Regions from separate parts of the Sus scrofa genome. Here region 1 is linked to region 2. The links are chromatin contacts, called in public HiChIP or PLAC-seq maps. All regions are on one chromosome and are shown on one strand. The core of a region is the stretch at or near the end of the contact, and the rest is flanking DNA. Distances in the headings are between cores, read along the strand shown. Region 1 holds the start of RANBP3L (ran-binding protein 3-like). Region 2 holds the start of LMBRD2 (LMBR1 domain-containing protein 2).

Region 1 (7,063 bases), core at 4,456-6,955, 150 kb after region 2:
TATTTATCTTTACTTTTGTTTTTGTTTTAAGTCTACCTTCAGAAATGTAATTAGGGATGGCTTTGGGCAGCCATACCTTTAAAAAAATTGTGGTAAAGTACACATACCATAAAATGTACCATCTTAACCATTTTAAAATGTAAATGCAGTAGTTTTAACTTTGCTCACATTGTTGTGTAATCAATCTCCAGAACTCTTTCACCTTGCTAAACTGAAATTCTACACCATTAAACAATGACCCCCCCCCATTCACCCTTCCTCCTGCCCTGCCCACGCTTCTGGGAACCCCCATTCTACTTTCTCCTCTAGGAATTTATCAACCTGTTAGTGGAATAATACAGTATTTGTCTTTTTGTGACCAACTTATTTCACTTAGCATACTTAATATCCTCAAGAATCATCCAAGTTATAGCTCCTGTCAGAATTGGCTGCACCACGGTGCCAGCTATTTGGTCAAACATTATTCTAGATGTTTCTATGAGAGTTTTTTGAATGATATGTACATTTAAATTGGTGGACATTAAGTTAAACAGATCACCCTCCATAATGTTGGTGAGGCTCATCCAATCAGTTGAAAGCCTAACTAGAACTAAAGACTGACCTCTCCCGAGGAAAAGGCAATTATGCCTTTGGACTTCAACTGCAGCATGGTTGGATCTTCACATGGGTCTCTAACTTCTGGTCTACAAAGCAGACTTTGGACTTGCCAGCCTCTGTAATTGTGCGAGTCAATTTTTAAAAATAATCTCCCTCCCTCAATATCTTTTTTTTTTCTTTTTGCCATTTCTTGGGCCACTCCCACAGCATATGGAGGTTCCCAGGCTAGGGGTCGAATCAGAGCTGTAGCCCCCGCCTATGCCAGAGCCACAGCAATGCAGGATCCCAACTGCGTCTGCAACCTACACCACAGCTCACGGCAATGCCGGATCCTTAACCCACTGAGCAAGGCCAGGGATCGAACCTGCAACCTCATGGGTCCTAGTCAGATTTGTTAACTGCTGCGCCACGACGGGAACTCCCCTCCCTCAATATCTATATCTATATCCACACACACATACATACAGAGTATGTATATATGTATGTGCTTTGAAGTTACCAAAGTAATTTCACACACAGTATTTTATGTAATTTGCATATCAATCAGATGAGGGACTGTATTAGTCAAGGTTTTCAAAAGAAGCAGAACCAACAGGATGTATACATATATATGTATATGTATGCGTTTATACAAATACATGTGTATACACACGTATGCACATATATGTATATAGATACATGTAGGTTGTGTTTATGTGTGCACACATGTATGTGTACCTCCTCTTGGCTCTGTTTCTGTAGAGAAACTTGAGAATACTACTTTACGTGGTTGTTATAAGAATTAAATAAGATAATGTGAAACCAGTTTGTGAATTTCAGAGCATTATCAACCCAAGGATGGTTAAATCTGCCTAGTACATGCAGTGTGTACTGAACTGTGTTGAGGCCTTACAGACATATAAATTAGTGTCTACAAATGTGGTCTCAGATCAGTGTTATAGATCAATGGATTTGAACTATCATAGATTGAACAACAATAGGAAGAGGAGCCTTCTGGACTTCTGTTCTGGACTAGTATAGCATCCGTTGCCATAGAGTGTAAAGTCTGTGTGGACAGGAAACCACATGGCTTAGTCGACTTAGTTCAATGTACATACCCAGCATCTGACAGTGTTTTGCATCGTCAATGTCCAGATAATTGCTGAAGAATAAGTGACTTTTATCTATGTGGTCACTGAAAAAGTAAATTCTGTGAGTGACTGGGTAGAAAGAGTTAAATACTTCAGAGGCAACATAAAGCACTATTGCCTCTAGCATGGAGGGTTGGAAAGTATGTGTGTGTCGAATCTGGTCATGCCTCCGAAGAGTGTAATGTGAATTAATCCTGGCCTGTATGCTGGAATCTTAGTCTGGCTCAGGGCGGGCCAAAGCCACAAACTCAGATTACCTCAGTGAATATATCCACAGCCAGACCTCACTCTCTGAAACGAATGGCTTTGCTTCCTTGGACCTTTGTTGAACTTTGCATCATAGCAAGATGCAAATATAGAAAAGTCAGGGCCACTGCACTGAATGAACACTAAATTCCAGGGCAGTAACTGGAAAGAAAACTCTGCCCAGTGTCACTTGTCAACTCAGTTCTCTAGATGACATTTTTTTTGTAGCAGTCAGTGACCAGTCTGGGTTGAATTAGCATGCTTCACAACTTTATGGATCGTGGTTTATGTGGGCAGATATTTTGAGACTCGGCTGTGGAAGAATATGGTTGCTTTCAAAACATTCTAGGCAAAAGCTTTGGTCTGTGAAAGGAGACCAGACTTCTAGTCTTGTTGATATTTTGGGAAGTATGTCATCATAATTATATTTCCAGGCTGCTTTGGATATGGCCAGTAAGGGAGAGACCATCAAGATAGCATGCCTTAAATTGAAACAACAGTGGGATACTATTTTCCACTTATAAAGCTGTAAAAAGAAATTTTTTAAAATAATACCCAGTATTACTGAGAATATATCTCTGCACTGCTGATGAGATGGCCATTTGCCCCTCTCAAAAAAAAAAATCTTAGAAACACATACAAAGGGTTTTGATCCCACAATTCTACCTCTAAGAATGTATTCCAAGAAAATAATGTTATCTCTGCAATGACTTATCCATTAGTGTATGTTAAACGTAGCGTTGTTTGTGATAGTGAAAAATTAAGAATCAATGAAATGTCCAGGAGCAGTGAATTGCCTAAGGGAATTTTGCTACATTCATAGGAAGGAATAGTATACAACTATTAAAAATAGGGGTGTAGAAGAATATATACATGGGAATTTGTTCATAATCTATTGTTGAGTTAAAAAACAGCTTGCAGGAGTTCCCATCTTGGTGTAGCAGAAATGAATCTGACTAGGAACCATGAGGTTGTGGGTTCGATCCCTGGCCTCGTTCAGTGGGTTAAGGATCCCCGGCATTGCTGTGAATTGTGGTGTAGGTCACAGATGAGGCTTAGATCTCACATTGCTGTGCCTGTGGCACAGGCCAGCAGCTGTAGCTCCGATTAGACCCCGAGCCTGGGAACCTCCGTATGCCGTGGGTACGGCCCTAAAAAGGAAAAAAAAAAAAAAGCTTGCAAACTCTATGTAAAAAATAAGTATTTTTGTTTAAACAAGTTAAGCAACAGAATAATCGGTACATGTGCATGAAAGGAAAGGCTAGAAGACTATACATTAGAATGTTAATAGCAGCTATCTTTGGGTGGTGATTTTTACAGGTGATGTTTGCTATCTTCTTTATGCTCCTCCTTACCAAGTTTCTATAATAAATAGTCGTCAACAATTGTGGGGGAGGGGAGGTAGCTTTAAACATTTCAAACAAAATGAGCAGCAAATAAAAAACCTATGAGGAATTAGGATTGTCTGTTAATAGAGGAGTACATTTTACAGTGCTATGAGTAAACTCTGGCACGTTCTAGGACTTTATATTCTAAGGCAGTTCAAAATATTAGCCCTGATGGTGCAAAGGGGCCTTAAAAGTATTCTCTTTTTGTCATTTAGTATGAAGTACTTTCTACTCACACTAAACTAGGAGTAGAGCATGTCGTCCTGGAACTGAAGTAGGGAGGCGACTGACACATTCACGCAAATGTTAGCACACAGTGGCCACCTTGGAAGTGAAACAGCCAACACTGCCCACCCCACTGAAATCTAAAACTGTGTCTATGGAAAAGTAAGCAAAGAGCTTGTAGCCTAGGTCCATACATAGACGGCTCCATCCCAGGGTATTGAGGAAAAGTTAGAAGTATCTGGGTTAAATCCTTAGCCTCTGGGGGGTATCGTCATCCATGATAGCACCCAGGCTTTTCTGCAGGTGTCCTTGGTGTCCCTGACAGAATGGATTGGAGGCATCATCCTACGTATTCATGTCAACCTCTGCCACTAACTGATATAGCTGACTGAGTAGTGGACTTGAAATTTTAGAAGATTGATAGTGACAATGGCTGAAGTTAGGTAGTTCAGTTTGAATGTGTGCCCATCATGTGAAATGTGACACTTTTCCCTGTCTGCCCCCAGCTGTTCCAGAATCGTAAAAGGGAAAGAGTCAAGAATATATTTATTGTGCCCATGAATGAATGAATGAGCCGGAGAGCCAGACAAAATTAAGCTTAAACTTTAAGTCCAAAAAAATTAAGTTTAAACTTTAAGTCCCATGGTAGGACAAAGGAGAAAGTTCCAGACTTCAAGTCATTCTTAGCAAATTCCACCTGTACAGCCTTGCCCAGATCAATGTATTGAACTACACAAAATGCAAATACTCTCGAAAAATGGCAGTGGCTGGAAGTGTAAGCATGTAAGTTTCAGAATGACAATTCCAGTATGCATTCTGGATAGTCTTCCATGATCCTTTGAAAACTGATGCTGAATCCAAGTTAACTCACCCTTATGCATCACTATTATATCTATTCTCAGAGTTTAAAAATATTAAGATCACAAAGCGTTTCACAACAGAGATCCCCCAGGTACTTCCCCGGCCCACCATCCTTCCAGGTATGCAGATGCACAAGAGATCACAGAACTCACAACCCATTAGCCTGACTCACCTTGATGTTGCTGGTCCTCTGGAAGTTTCCATCTACAGGTGTGCAAACTGTTGAACAGGTGGCTGCTGCCTTTGCTTTGTATGGTAGACATGGTGCTGGCAGTACGGCTGTGGCTCCCGTATCACTAGGGTATTTCCTTCCCTTGGCCAGTCACCTGCAGTGGTCTTCACACAACACCCAGAACCACAGAGGTATAGGCAGATCCTGTCCTTGCATGGAAAAATATTTACTTCTCTAATGAATTTTCAAATGTTTCCTAGTCATGATTCTTAAAATATGTGTTTACCAACTTGTAGCTTCTTCTGCATATAAAGATGCCAATTCATTTGGATAAAAGCACAATTAATTCTTCTTCCATTTAAAAGCACATTGAAACATGCCCCCTTATAATATAAAATCCTGCAAAGTAACTCTTCCTAACAGATTACAGTTTTGCAATTTTCGACTCTCTCTGCGGACTTGAAATCTAATGTCCTGAGTATTTAGAGATGTCTGCTAGAGTCATACATACACAAAGAAAAAAAAAAAAAGTGCTGCTGAGTTAAATCAAGTGATTCTAAGCCTGGTTTAAGTTACCCTCCGTGACAGCTGAAAGTGAACAGTTCTTAAGGGAGGCTGGAAGGGGGAGGAGCTGAGTGGGCCAGGCCGATTAGCATAAAGAGACAGGCAAGAAATGGCATTGGGGTTGCTTTCAATAATAGTGACCAAAGCAAGGATTCTAAAAAGATGCTCTGACGTTGCAGTATTCACATATTTGACTTGTGCTGCTTTGTTTGTAATTAAAACAAAAGCTCAAAGCAGGGGTTTATACTGCATGAATATTCCCTCGTACATGCAAAATCTAAAGGAAGTGGTAATGAGCTCATGGAAATGTACTGCTGGAACTTTCGATTTCTGTAAACACCTCTGAGTCCTCAGAAGGGGGGCAGTTTTAGAGCAGTCTGCCTGCCAAGGCAACTATCTGGAGCCCTGGAAGAAAAATAAACACACTAAACTTTATCTTTCCAGAGATCTATCTCTGTTTCCCTTTAGATTCTCTATTGCTACTTCTAGGTCATGAGACAAGGCTATTTCCAGTGTTTTCTGTATGTGTGTGTGCTCTGAAATAGGTCATTTCATTGAAATATTGAAAATAGTTTGGGAGTTCACACCAAACTATTTTTTTTTTAAGCAGAAAAAAATCTGACTAGCATCCATGAGGATGCAGGTTCGATTCCTGGCCTCGCTCAGTGGGTTAAGTATCTGGCATTGCCGTGAACTGTGGTGTAGTTCACAGACACAGCTCAGATCACGAGTTGCTGTGGCTGTGGCATAGGCTAGCAGCTACAGCTCCGATTCGACCCCTAGCCTGGGAACCTCCATATGCCACAGGTGCGGCCCCAAAAAGAAAAAAAAGAAAGAAAGAAAATAGTTTACTTTTCATTGAAAAATAGCCTATGTCATTATTGCTTAAAAAAACCCCTAAACACCTTTCATTGAACCTGGAAGCCTGCTGCCTTTGAAGTTGTAATGAATGCTGATAGATCCTGCCCTTCACGATTCACAGCTCTTTGTAGATTCAGAAAAGAAGTGGTTGCAGACGTGGCTCGGATCCCGAGTTGCTGTGGCTCTGGCGTAGGCTGGTGGCTACAGCTCCGATTCGACCCCTAGCCTGGGAACCTCCATATGCCACGGGAGTGGCCCAAGAAATAGCAAAAAGACAAAAAAAAAAAAAAAAAAAAGAAATGAAGTGGTGGGCAAGGACGAAGGAGATAGAGCTGTTTAGCCTCAAATTCTGGATCCTGCAGCTTCCTGTGCACATTTGGAAGTTGGTGCAAAACTTGACACCCTAACTAGAAAGTTGCCTCCTAGCCAGATCCAGATGAGCATCCTCACTTCACTTTGAGGCAATTAACAGTTCCCAAGTTTACTCTGAGCTGTGCTAACTCTTGTGAAATGTGCCACTGCTCTCACAATTCTTATGACTTTTATTATACTGCTTTCACTGTTTTAGTAAACACTCCATTGTGGTTTTTTAGGTCCCTCAGAGAGTAACAGGGTATAGAGATGTTCAAGCTACTTGGAAAGAGATTTCTGTTATTAGAGAACCATCATTTCTGCTTTGAAGGGCTGATATTTATCTTCTGCTTCACGACGGTCATGGTCAGAGGCTGAGGTATCTCCTTCCTGAATTACATAAAGCCATCCAGAGTCTATCAAGTTGTGGGCCCTCACTAAGCATATTATTTATATGAGTAAATCAAACACCCCACAAAACTGTAAGGCAGCCCTTGAGAGAAATGGATTTTTTTTTTTTTTTTTTTTGGTCTTTTTGTCTTTTTAGGGCTGCACCAGGGGCCTATGGAGGTTCCCAGCCTCGGGGTCTAATCGGAGCTACAGCCGCTGGCCTCCACCAGAGCCACAGATCTGCGACCTACACCACAGCTCACACCAACACTGGATCC
Region 2 (6,372 bases), core at 3,607-6,106:
AGGTAAGAAGAAAACAACTGGGATTGTAATGGATTCTCAAAGATTTCAGGTAAAGAGGGTATAAGACTTATTTTGGTAATTAAAGAATAATCTTTAGAATCTAATAACAAAATAATTTTTTAAAAAGGAAGAACATTTTGTTGAGTTTACTAGATTCCAAGCATTGTGCTAGCATATACCATGCATTATTTGAATTAGACTTCACAACCCAACAAGAACGGATTGTTAGTATCCTTGTTTAACAGAAGAGAAAATACCAGACAGAGTAAGAACTGGGATTCAAACAGAAGCATCCTTACTATAGGGCCTGGCTCACATAGAATACCAGTCTCTACTCCAGTCCAGACATACTTTTTTAGTGCAGTTTAGACTGTTTAAATCATTTCTTTTGTTCAATTTTAATTTGTTCATTTCAATGAACAAAGTAAAAACATTCTATTAATTATTCCTTTAGCTCTATCAAGACAGAGTGCTAATAAAGTCATTTTTAATATAGAGTTTAACTTAGCCTGTTTATTTTATTTACTATTATTATTTTTTTTTTGGCCACACTCTAGGCATGCAGAAGTTCCAGGCCAGGGATTGAACTCAAGCCACAACAGTGACCCAAGCCATAGGAGTAACAACATGGGATCTTTAACCACTAAGCCACCAGGAAACTCCTAACTGAGCAATTTTAATCGTGCAGGTAAGACTGCCATAGCTTAAGGATTATATATGATTCTAATTGACATGGGTAAAGTAAAAAAGAAAACATAGAGCAAATCAGAATTGGGAAAGAACCTTTCTGTTCTTGCCCCAATCTGCCCATCACAGAGAGCATTAAACTGCAGAGAACTAAAAGATCTACCTTAAAATTGAGGGAGATGTGGTATATGTACACAATGGAATACTGCTCAGCCATAAAAAAGAACAAAATAATGCCATTTACGCAACATAGATGGAAACAGAGACTCTCATACTAAGTAAAGAAAGTCAGAAAGAGAAAGACAGATACCATATGATATCACCTATATCTGGAATCTAATATATGACACAAATGAAACTTTCCACAGAAAAGAAATACATGGACTTGGAGAACAGACTTGTGGTTGCCGAGGGGGAGGGAATGGGATGGACTGTGAGCTTGGGGTTAATAGATGCAAACTATTGCATTTGGAGTGGATAAGCAATGAGATCCTGCTGTATAGCGGAGAACTGTATCTAGTCACTTGTGATGGAACATGATGGAGGATAACGTGAGAAAAAGAATGTGTGTGTGTGTGTGTGTGTGTGTGTGAGTGAGTGAGTGACTGGGTCACTTTGCTGTACATTAGAAAACTGACAGAACACTGTAAACCAACTACAATGGAAAAAATAAAAATCATTAAAAAATTAATTGAAGGAAAAAGAATCTTTTGAAATTTGATTGGCAGAAAGAAACTTATTATGTAATTGTTCTTAATCTTTTGTTCCCCTAAGCTAACTAACATAAAGAACTAAAGGAATCTTAAGATTTACTACATGCTATGATGAAACTAAAGAAAAAACACATCGCACTTCTATTTAAATAAAATCTTTTGTCACGTGATTTTCAAAAAGAGCAATATACTACTATGCATATACAAATGTATTATATATACACATGTATTATATAATACATGTGTATATGCATCTTATAGGCCAATGCAATTGTCAGTCTTTTTTGGCCTATCCTATGCCCTAACATTGACCATCTTATAAGTAACTATGCTCTTGTTCCTTGTATGATAAACACTCCCAATTACAAAGTCACTTTGTATTGTATTTGAAGTTTCTAAAGTGTACTAGAAATTACTCTAATGCCATTTGCAGATATTTTAAAATTTGTAATTGATTTGTCCTAGACACTGATCTAGTAATTCTACTTCTAGAAATATGGTATACCTCTCTCCCTAAAATGGGACATGGGGTGTTCTGAATAAACAGAATTAATCAGGAAAACAAAATTATCCACATTCATTAGCAATCACAATGCAGTTCCTGAAAAAAACAGACAGCAATTTCTACGTGGCTAGTAATCTCAAGTCTTCAATGGACATGTCCTTATTAAAGTACCAATTTACCAAGTTAAACTTTTTTTTTTTTTTTTTTTGCTTTTTGCTTCTTAGGGCTGCACCCGTGGCATATGGAGGTTCCCAGGCTAGGGGGTCTAATCCGAGCTATAGCTGCCGGCCTCTGCCACAGCCACAGCAACACCAGATCTCTAACCCACTGAGCGAGGCCAGCGATCGAACCTGAAACCTCATGGTTCCTAGTTGGATTCATCTCCACTGCACCATGACAGGAACTCCCAAGTTAAACTTTTATTTACCATTTTAAGAGAACAGCCATCATTAGAAGGAACGCAGAAAAAAATTATTCGTATTTTGGAAGCTAAAATATTTCTGTTGCCAGGGCAAATTGTTAGTGAAATATCTGTTTTAGAATTTGAAGACTTTGATTTTCAAAGTTGACAGACTCTCTCTGAAGTCCTATAGAGGTCACTGTGTCCACTAATTCAAATATTTCAAGTATTCTCAAAACTACAAATGTTCCTTAGCTCTCAGGCGACTATTAGCTAAGTTCTAGTACAAGGCTATTTCTCATCTTTAAGTTTGAAATCACCCCATCTATTAGACCTTTTTATCTATAAGATGTATACCTAAAGTAGCCTCTCAATTACTTCATATCAAAAAAAAAATTTTTTTTGGCCTTTTCTAGGGCCACACCCACTGCATATGGAGGTTCCCAGGCTAGGGGTCCAATCGGAGCTGTTGCTGCTGGCCTACACCACAGCCACAGCAACGCCAGATCCCAGCCACATCTGCAACCTACACCACAGCTCACAGCAAAGCAGAATCCAAGTCACATCTGTGACCTACACCACAGCTCACAGCAACACCGGATCCTTAACCCACTGAGCTTGAGGCCAGGGATCAAACCCGAAACCTCATGGTTCCTAGTAGGATTTGTTTCCCGTGCACCAGGACAGGAACTCCATATATCAAAACTTTATATCTCATTCCTTATTCTCATCATGGAATTTTAAATATTTTTTCTGGTTTATTCTTTTTCCTCTTTTAGCTTATGAGCCCTCTCTGTTCACTTTCCCAAAGGAGACAATAATTTTTTTTCTTTTTTTTTTTTTTAAGGCTGTACCTTTGGCATATGGAGGTTCCCAGGCTAGGGGGGCGAATCAGAGCTGTAGCCACTGGCCTACACCACAGCCACAGCAAAGTGGGATCCCAGCTGCATCTGCAAACTACACCACAGCTCAAGGCAATGGTGAGGTTTTACCCACTGAGCGAGGCTAGGGATTGAACCGAAACCTCATGCTTCCTAGTTGGATTTGTTTCCGCTGTGCCACCATGGGAACTCCCAATTTTTTTTTTGGTTAAAAATATTTCCTCTGAGTTGCAATTTTAAGGGAAAGGGTGTTGATTTCAAGCGAAGGCAACTGCTTTCTCCTTACTCAAAGTAACATAGAGATTACTTTATGTAAAAAAAATCAGAATAATTGCATTTAAAGCTATTTTCCACATAACATTAATTTCACTAATTGTGAACATTTAGCCTAGTATCCTTCACCTAGGTTCAATCAGAATCAATCTGTGAACAGATCCCTTCTTTATACCAATCTCACCTACTTTTAAGAACAAACTAAAGGTTCATGAATGCCTTCCTCTGTCAAGAGGTGGTTGTTTTTCAAGCGAAGCACTAAGCCTAAAACAAGCACATACCCTGGCAAGGGAGGTTTAATCCCAGTATAAAGAGAAGTTTTTTTGTTTCTTGTTGTTCAAGAAATAAGAAGGTATGCCACACAGCATACTGAGGTAACATTCTAATATTTTTGTGATGACGCTGACCTGCTTACTTCTGGGCTTTATAAATCCTCTCCACTTTTATTAGAGTTGGATTTTTTTTCCCCTTCTCTCTCTCTCACCCTGTTTTCCCAGGGTCACAGTTATAGTACAGTTTGCACAGTGGATTTCGCCCGGTCATCATACTCGGAATATGGCACGCTCTCTAACCATCTCCAAACTCTTCTCCGCGGAGGTAGGCAAAAGCAGCCTGCTTTTCAGAGATTAGGCAATCAGCAGCAGCCGGTCGAGAGAGAGCAACCGATAGGCTTTGTTAGTGGCCCCTAGCGTATACGGATACAGTCATGCTAGTGTTGTAAGACTGCTCAAGGCTGCAAAGGGATGCTCAGCTTTGCCACTGCGGACAGGAACACAGCGGTCTCCTGATCCCCTAAAATTCAACCACCACCTTTGACTCAAACTGCGCCTTCACTTACAAAATGCTCTCACTCATGTTCCTCTGGTTTGACCCTGACGGCGGCAAGATGTGAAATAATCCTTCGTTGCCATAGTGCCTATTTTACAGATCAGGAAAGGATCTTGTCCACAGACCCAATCCTAAGGGCTGCCCTCTCCCGGATGGAGGAAGCAGCTCCCGGCGGAGGGGTAGACACAGGCAGGTGTGACGCCCGCGGCCGCAACCTCTCACCTGGCGGGCGGGGCGGGCCACTGCCTCCACTCAGCGGCCAGGAACGTAGGCCCCGCGGCGGCGGCCTCTCGGGGTCTCGTGGGTCCCTCTCTCGCCGCCTGCACTTGGCCCCAGATCCCAAAATGTCTCAGGCTCTCCCCCCTCAGGCTCACCGTCCGATCTCGCCGGACAGATTCCAGAAGGACCTGGAAACCCCCTGTCCGCCACAGCCGTCTGGGGTCTGGAACCCACGCTCTTTGGCGACGGCGGTGGCTGTCACCAGAAGGCCTAGGGGTTCCCGGGAAAAGAAAACCTGTCGCCCGTCAAGCTGCTGCCATAGCCCGGTCGGCTGGAGCACCGCCCACTTCCGCCTCCCCGCCTACCCTGTGGGCCGTCCAGTGCCGCAACCGCGGGGGGTTGTGGGTATATGGAAGGCGGGGAAAGCTGCGAGGAAAGGAAGTAGTGGCGAGGCAGCCGGATTGCCAGGCAGGGAGAAAACTACAATTCCCAGAAGGCAGCGGGGCCGCAGACGGTAGCGGGGAGGAGAGCGGGCAGAAGTTTTCTGCGCGCGCGGTGGGGATGGAACGTTGATAGAGTTCGCGGGTCTCACTGCTGGGGGCTGGAGCCACACGCAGTGCGCCGCCGCGCGCCAAAGCGGGAATCCGGGAGGCGGGCACCTCTGCAATTAATGCACGCGTTTAAAACTCCCGAACCTGCGGACGCCATGCACAGGTAAACCGTTTGCAGAAAGGGGCAGACCGTGAGTGGACCATCTTAATTCTTTTAGGCCGCGAGTTTTGCTACTTCCTAATATTGTTTGTAATGCTGCAATGTGAATGGTTGCTTAACCTCCTCTTTGGGAAAACGTGGATGGGTGGATGCTTTAGTGCTGTGATCAGCGTGCGATATTATTTGGCTTCCCTTATTGGGCTTTTCTGCTCCTGTTTTCAATCACTGTATAATTGCCCTCTTCTTATCTGTTCCATCCACTTTGAGACATTCTTGAGGCCTTCTGCATGATCGTAAATCAAAAAGCCTTTTCGATTTGTTCGGTGTGTTTGGTTCTTTTTTCTTTCATTCTTGGGAACTCGCCGCCGGCACTTAAAATGCAAGTTCAGTTAGCTGCTGTGAGCGTTTTCGGTAATGCATAAGTTGCAGCTTCCTTTAGGCCTGTTTGGAATTATTCACGGGTGTGTTTTTTAAAGGAACGGGGGCTATTGTGCTTATCTGCAGGAAGCACCTCCAGGAGATTCCCGACCAGAGTAGCAACGTTACCACCAGCTTCACGTGGGGATGGGATTCTAGCAAGACTTCTGAACTGCTTTCAGGCATGGGGGTCTCTGCCTTGGAGAAGGAGGAGGTGGACAGTGAGAACATCCCCCAGGAACTGCTTTCAAACCTGGGCCACCCGCAGAGCCCTCCGCGAAAACGGCTGAAGAGCAAAGGGAATGAAAAGGACTTTGTGATCGTCCGCAGACCTAAGCTAAATCGAGAGAACTTTCCAGGTAAGGTATGAGGGTCAAACTATCGGTGCAGTAAGTGGTAGCTTGAAATATTTTGTTGGTAAACCTTTGTTTAAGGATCATTAGGATGGAGCGCTTTTAAAATTGCCTAATTTTGAAGTTATTTTCCAAAGAGATGAGAAAATTCGTTGCTTTAGAAGTTAACAGAAATGTTGGTAGCTGTATATCTTAAGATGCACAATAGACTTTGAATCCAGGAGAATCCGTTCCTGCCTTTCTCTTTAGGAAGGACTCTGCCTGGTCTAAGGCCAGCTTAGTGCCACTGACAAATGAGAACAAAGAAATGATCCTTTAGGATTCTTTTTGTTTATATTCTGCTGCTCTGGTTGAGGTTTTTGCCAAAATCAACTTTACTTATTTG

The links. HiChIP or PLAC-seq counts read pairs in DNA pulled down with a chosen protein or histone mark.
Region 1: an H3K27ac HiChIP or PLAC-seq map of alveolar macrophages shows a contact between it and region 2. The contact joins the promoter of RANBP3L here to the promoter of LMBRD2 in region 2. A contact is called at or near these places in 1 of 47 Hi-C or Micro-C datasets (fibroblasts) and 1 of 2 datasets of contacts at active chromatin or transcription factors (alveolar macrophages).

Annotation. Positions count from the first base shown.
Region 1 is chr16:21,606,684-21,613,746 of Sscrofa11.1, forward strand. RANBP3L (ran-binding protein 3-like) reads right to left here and starts at 5,706. Exons shown (of 16, transcript XM_021076595.1): 1 at 4,620-5,706. The coding sequence starts at 4,710.
Region 2 is chr16:21,458,066-21,464,437 of Sscrofa11.1, forward strand. It overlaps LMBRD2 (LMBR1 domain-containing protein 2), which reads right to left and starts at 4,857. Exons shown (of 19, transcript XM_021076992.1): 1 at 4,510-4,857. SKP2 (S-phase kinase associated protein 2) reads left to right here and starts at 5,205. Exons shown (of 10, transcript NM_001171755.1): 1 at 5,205-5,220; 2 at 5,722-5,993. The coding sequence starts at 5,213.